2 separate regions of the Oryzias latipes genome follow, and region 1 is linked to region 2. The links are chromatin contacts, called in public Hi-C maps. All regions are on one chromosome and are shown on one strand. The core of a region is the stretch at or near the end of the contact, and the rest is flanking DNA. Distances in the headings are between cores, read along the strand shown. Region 1 holds the start of p2ry4 (P2Y purinoceptor 4). Region 2 has its middle 17 kb from the start of LOC111947979.

What was found. Hi-C and Micro-C count contacts between places; a contact is called where the count stands out from the background.
Region 1: a contact with region 2 is called in a Hi-C map of gastrula embryo, with 2.2 times the contacts expected there. The contact joins the promoter of p2ry4 here to the enhancer-like site in region 2. A contact is called at or near these places in 5 of 5 Hi-C or Micro-C datasets (embryo, fibroblasts and gastrula embryo).

The regions. Positions count from the first base shown.
Region 1 is chr10:11,196,266-11,199,377 of ASM223467v1, forward strand. p2ry4 (P2Y purinoceptor 4) reads right to left here and starts at 1,473. Exons shown (of 2, transcript XM_004073199.4): 1 at 1,098-1,473.
Region 2 is chr10:11,128,328-11,131,549 of ASM223467v1, forward strand. No RefSeq gene overlaps it. Among protein-coding and RNA genes, the nearest start is that of LOC111947979, 17 kb to the right of the region's middle. Within about 2 kb of position 1,309, at least 1 of the 8 cell types and tissues checked has an H3K27ac peak or open chromatin away from gene starts, as enhancers often do. A contact at or near this core is called in gastrula embryo, where this site is marked.

The DNA of each region.
Region 1 (3,112 bases), core at 223-2,722, 68 kb after region 2:
GGGTAAAACATCAATCGTGAAAATTTAGTGCATGCTCTTTTATTGGACGTTTTTACTTTTCTGATGGAGGATTAACATTCAAAACACCACTGTAGTTTTTTGAGTTTGATAATATCCTGCTCACACATGCCCGATAGGCAGCATCTGTTGAACTAAAAACAATATAAGTCTTTCTAAATTAGTGGGGCCTTCGAAATGTTATTACTTACTCATGTCAGGAGCACTGATGCAACCTGAAACCTGGCAATTAGTTTAATTAATAATAAACAGATTTCTTCTAAAGCTCATCAGAATTGGTATTTCCAAACAAAGTGTAAGTCTTGAATACTTTAAAACCATCTGCTTTTGTCACGTGTTTCTTTGTGTTCACAAAAATGTTACATTATATAGCCTAACGAATAATTTACAAATGAAATGTTTTTTAACTCAATAATATCACTAAATGTATATTTTATTTGGCAACAGAAATGCAAAAGTGGACTAGTATGAGGGTGGAATAGTTTTTATAATTAAATTTCACAGTTTTTCTTCATATTTATACATTGCGTTGTTTCCTTTTCTGAGTATGTAACTAAATTACACTTTCTGGATTTTTGTTGTGCGTGTAACATGTCACAATGACAATAAAAGAGTATTTTTTCTCTTTTTCATTTTGCTGATTCTATGTATGACACAATTAAATATCTATAGTATCTTCATTAACACCACAGCTGAAATTTTAGAAGGAAAATCGATCTTATTTTTGGCCCCCTATAACAAAGAAAAGTGTCTAACTTCTCTAAAGTGGCAAATATTTTTGACTTGCTTCACTTCAGTTTGAAAACATTGTCCTTGTTTTCTCCAATAGTTTTCACCCAAACTTCAGATATGCAATTATTAAACACATTTGCCTTAGCATTTTGTTTCATCCCACAACTAATGTAAGCATTTGCTGCTTCATTTGCGTCCCTAAAATGTAGATACATCTTGGATGATAAACAGTTATTACTTGTTTGCAAGTAACTGTATTTCATTTTTAGTCTCAGCAAATATTTGATTCCTAAGTTTTAAAGTATTTTTGTCATGAGAACAGAACAGCAGTTCCCTGCAGTACTCACCTTCCAGAGTGCTGATTACTTCTTCCACAAGTGGTTTCACTATTTTAACACGACGCGTAAAACTTCCTTCTTTAACTCGAACGTTCTTTTTGCTGCTCTTTGAGCTCAAACGTCTGGCTTTAAAGTCAACCTTGTCAGAGTTTGGTTGAAGGAGGTGGAGTTGACTCAAACAGGAGCGCCTCTCTGCGCCTTCAGAAGCGAACCCGCGGTGCGCAGCAGAGCAGGGAAAGAGGGAGGCTGAGAAAGGGGAGACATTCCGCCGCCTTAATTACTCCCACAAACTCACCTCCCCGTCACGGCCAGCTTTACTGGATCACATGCACAACACAGAGGTCAGGGACGTCAAAAAGAAAAAAGTTGTGCTCCAAAAGACCCGCCTTGATCCCTCCAATTGGACTCAATACAAGTCCAAAAGTGACTCGCAGTGCGCGTCAAAAGTAACGCCCCTTTTTGTGAGGCCTCTGTCTTTACGCAGCACTAGCCATAAAACAGATTAACAGCATGGCAGCTCACGCACACGGCTGCGCGTCTGCTGTTGTTTGCACTCATAAAACACTTTAACACAATTCTCGGTTTATTTATGTTGGGATATGGTTTTTGGCTACTTATTGGAGCAAAAGGCTTTGTTGTTGTTGTTACAGTACCGGTAGATTTTTTTTAACCCAATTTGTAGTTTTTTCACGATTTTTTTTCCTTTTCTGAGTTAAAATAATCCAGCAAAAAGTTAGTTCCATAACCTTGAGGTGGCTCAAATATAAGTCAACTTGAGTTATTTTTTACTATGAATTTTTTTAGTGTGTGCTGTTAACTTGCTGTTTTGCTGACGAGTGAGTGGTGATTTGAGTCGACTTTAACAGACATCAATATTCCTGAGGGAAATAGAGATGGTGAACAAGTGATAGAGAATTGGTGTTAAGGACAGAGGGACTGACGGTGGTGGAAATGGCTGTGGGGGGGACACATTTTTTCACAAAAGAGAGGAAAGCTGGCTGTGGAGTTTCTAAATGGTTTGCTTAACAAGATCTTGGAGATTTAGAATATCTCCAATGAGGAGATGGAAGAGAACAAGAGAGATGTTGTGGAAACTACAGAGGAGAAAAACTGAAGAGTCACACAGCAAAGTTAATAGAAAGATGGGAAGAAGCTGTAGGCTGAGATCAGAAGTGAGCATTTGTGAACATGTTTATGCCAAAGAAGGATAACTACAGATAAATATTTGCTCTGAAGATATTTCTGGTCAAGAACAAAGAATGTCTGAAGACGCTGCTTTGTGTCTTCATGGTTTTAGATAGTCTTTGACAGGATACAAGAAGAACTCTGGTTGGCTTGAGTAAGTCAGGAATGGCAGAGAAGTATGTTGGAGCTGTTTGTGACATGTATGAGAGCTGGAAGACAAAGGTGAGATGTGCTGTAGGTGTAACAGAGGAGTTCAATGTGGAGGTGGGACTGCACCAAGGATCAGTTTTGAATTTCTTCTTGATTCTATGGTGATGGATAGACTGACAGATGAGGTTATAGAAATCTCTATAGACCGTGATGTTTGCAGATGATGTTGTGATCTGTAGAGAGAGCAGGGAGCAGCAGAAGAGGTTTCCTCTGGAAAGGAGAGGATTGACGATCAAAGAGGACATGACGGTGGTTTTGTGGATGAAAGGATGCAGAAGATAGGTTTAGATGGAGTCAGGTAATCAGCTGTAGTAACCCTACAGGGAGCAGCCAGGCAAAGAGAAAACATCAGATTAAAGATTTCTGCTCATCTGACTGTTTGTATGAAACAATCCAGGTCTGCATTGTTTCTATTTGCATTTCTGATTTTTACTTTATTTACATCATAATCATTTCACTGGTGTTCTGTGTGGCAGCAATTTTATTGTAAATGAAAACGCGTTTCTTTTCTGCAAATGATAATATAAAATTGGTGTCTTGAATCTTTTTAATTGCTGTAAAATTATAAAAATAAAGAATCAAAGCAGGAGTCCAGAGAGGTTAGGTTTTTCTCAAAGCCATTTGTATCC
Region 2 (3,222 bases), core at 59-2,558:
ACCCAGTCACACATACATTCACACACTGGTGGTGCCTCCACTGCAGAACACTCACGCCAACCTCCCACCAGAGGCAAGGTGGGGTTCAGTGTCTTGCATACATGGGTGTGCAAGGCAGGAATCGAATCTGCAATATTACGATCATGGGTCGACTGTCCTACCGCTGCACCACGGCCACCCACGAGGACCAGGGTTGGGAAACACTGCACTAGAGACCTAAAAATTAATTGTTCCACAAAACGAATGACGCTTCTATAAAGTAATTGACACATTAACATAACAGCTGTTAAAGTAAAAATGCCTATGGAACAAGGTCGGATAAAAGCACGGGTACAGCATAAATGCTGTGACTGAAAAAATAAAAAAATAAATAAAAACAATCTACAAAAAAATATAAATAAAGACCACAAAAAATGTAAGGATAGATGAACAGACATAAAAAGAAAAAAAAGTTAAATGCAGCCTCAACAGGGCTCAAACCAAACTAACTTGATTGTGCCTGTCCCAAGCCCGGTAAATGTAGAATTCTATTGTTCATCTATCCATATAGCCAAAGCTATATGGATAGATGAACAGATGATGACTGCATGGTTTTCTACGTATTTTAGGGGCTAGGAGGGGTGTGACACCCCAAACTCTCAGAACACACACAGACCTACACCAGGGGCTGGCTTTATCCCGGCCTGCTGTTGGATGCTTTTTGAAAAAGTATTCAGTGTAAGATAGGCTTTTATAAAAAAGGGAAGAATGCATGTGAAAAGGATAATTTAAAATTTATTTTACAGCTCGAGCATTCAAAACACTTCTCTCCTTCAAACTCAGTGCTCAGAAAACTGTTCTAAAGGCTCAATATTGAAGCTTAATATTTTATCAGATACAAATTAATGAAAACTCATCATGAATCTTTGGAATTTAAAGTTAAAACAATCTCAAAAAAAAAAACTGTGAACACATGGTGGTAGGGGTTAGACAGTGTAATATGTCACTCTCCAGCTCTACAAGCATATTAAACACCATTTAATCGTTGCTGTGCCATTCCTTGTTTGTCACCAGGGTGGGCACATGAGCATCTGAGACGAATGAATGGGTGAGCAAGAATGCAAAGGCCAGAGAGGGTTTTTATTTGTGAGGGAAGGGTGGCTGAAGGGAGCATGGGATAGAGAGGAGATGGAGGATGACTTCTTGACACAGAAGGGGACAGGATCAGGGGCCGGAACATAGAGGTGGAGGTGATGGCAGTGAGGGGACAGGGGCTGTCGGAGCTGTCGGCTCTGAAGGGGCTGCTGGAAGGCTCCGCGGGAGCCCAGCCTGGCTCCCAGGATCCCCTGTCACCACGGCGAGGGCCAGGAATGCAGCAACACACAATGAGCTCCTGGGGCTTAGAGGGCACTCCGATTTGATAACCACATTAAAGTCCTAGCAACATCTGTTGGGGTGAAGGAGAAAGGACTACCGGCGAGCTTTAACCCCCGAAACTGGGATCATTAACCCTCACCCCTGTGAGAGAAGGGGGACAACAGGCCCCTATTTGTCAGCAGCACTGCAGTGGGCTACGGGGGCTAATATTTTACCAGAAACAGCGTGAGAAGAGAAGCAGCTCCAGGCACCACAGAAAGAGTTTCTTTACGCTTTTAATTTAAATTAACAGCACAGTACAGTTTGTCTCTGGCTCATACATCTCACTTAATAACCTTGGCGGAAAACAAAACAAAAAAATACTTCCTGTTTCAGGATTTTATGCAGCAACACTTTTCTCAAAAACAAGGATTTTTTTTTTTTTGTATTAGTTCCAGCTGGTTGACTACATAGCATCTCAACGAATATCATTCAAAAGCCCACTAGCATTCAGTGGGAACCAAAAATGTGCAGGTTCTTTGTTTCTCACTGATTTATAACTAGGATAGAAAAATAACAGGTGTCCAAATCACAAAGACATCTTGGGGATGCGATGGTGCTTCACGGGTCAGCTCCAAGCCTCATCTGCCTCCACAGGTTTCCAAGCGAAGGCCACCTCTATGTAATGAATGATTAAGAAAACAAAAGACCCAAAGGGGGTGAGAGCGTAGGAGAGGAGATGGAAGCTGTTGAGGGCCTAATGTAACCAGACCAGATGCGGCAAGCAGAGCTGAAGTTTTTGCCCTTGCGCTTTGTAGAAGACATCATCCTAAATGTATTCCCTAGAGATGAGGGTCTGCAGGAGGTGCCCCCGCTGTACAGGGCACTCAAGTACCTCCACACAAGTAATCCCATTCACAGCAGCTCATTACATGGACAATTAAGTGCTGGGGTGGAGGAGCTGGATGAAGTGGAAGGGGTGATGGCGAAGACGTGTGCATGTTTGCATCTGTGGAAGCGCATGGGTGGGAGGGTTACAAGCTCAGCATTTGGTCTTAAGGATCTAGCGTCAGCCAGAGTCACCCACTCTAGCCAGCCCCTCCCCTCTTCTTTCCTTCACCTGGGCTGAATCTCCGTGGACACCTGCCTCTCCTACTGAAGATCCATGCCTTCATTTCCATTTCTGGAGTCATATCAGAGGCTGCCAAGCACAAAACAAGCCTGTTTCCTTGGAGGCCCACAGAGCCAGATAGAATGACATGGCTAAGTGCTTTGGCAGAGCAGGGCAGCTGCAGAGCCTGAAGATGGGATTTGATCGGGGGTTCTGAAGTGGGGGGCTTGGATGGAGAGGATCTGATGTTTGGATTGGCCACAAAGGCAGCCGTGTGCTACCTCTGCAGCTCGTTGGTACTAATGAGACCTTCTGCAGAGAAGGAGGTGGAGAGGATTGGGCATGAGGAGGAGGAGAAACAGCAACGTGCTGTGCACCTTTCTCACGCAACACTTTCATCTCCTCTTCTGATATAAACTGCTAAAAAAAAAAACGCAACCGTGTCTGATCACAGAAGAACCTAAAAAGGCAGTTAACAATACAGACACTATGAACTTTATTGAGCTAAACTGCTAAAAACTTGACCAACAGCAAAGATGCACAGACATTCACTTGGTCATGAAAATTCATACATATTCAGGATCACTTTTATGTGGAGTTGGTGGCTTTAAAAGTAGGGGACTGTACTGATGGTTTTACAAATGTTGTGACTGCTTTAAAAGGAGGTAATAAAGTAATGGAACGGAGAGGTCACCAACTTCCTCAACAAGTGACAACAAACACTCACATGTGATGCAGGGCATCCTTGAGCCTTCCATATTTGGCCCTGGCCCTCT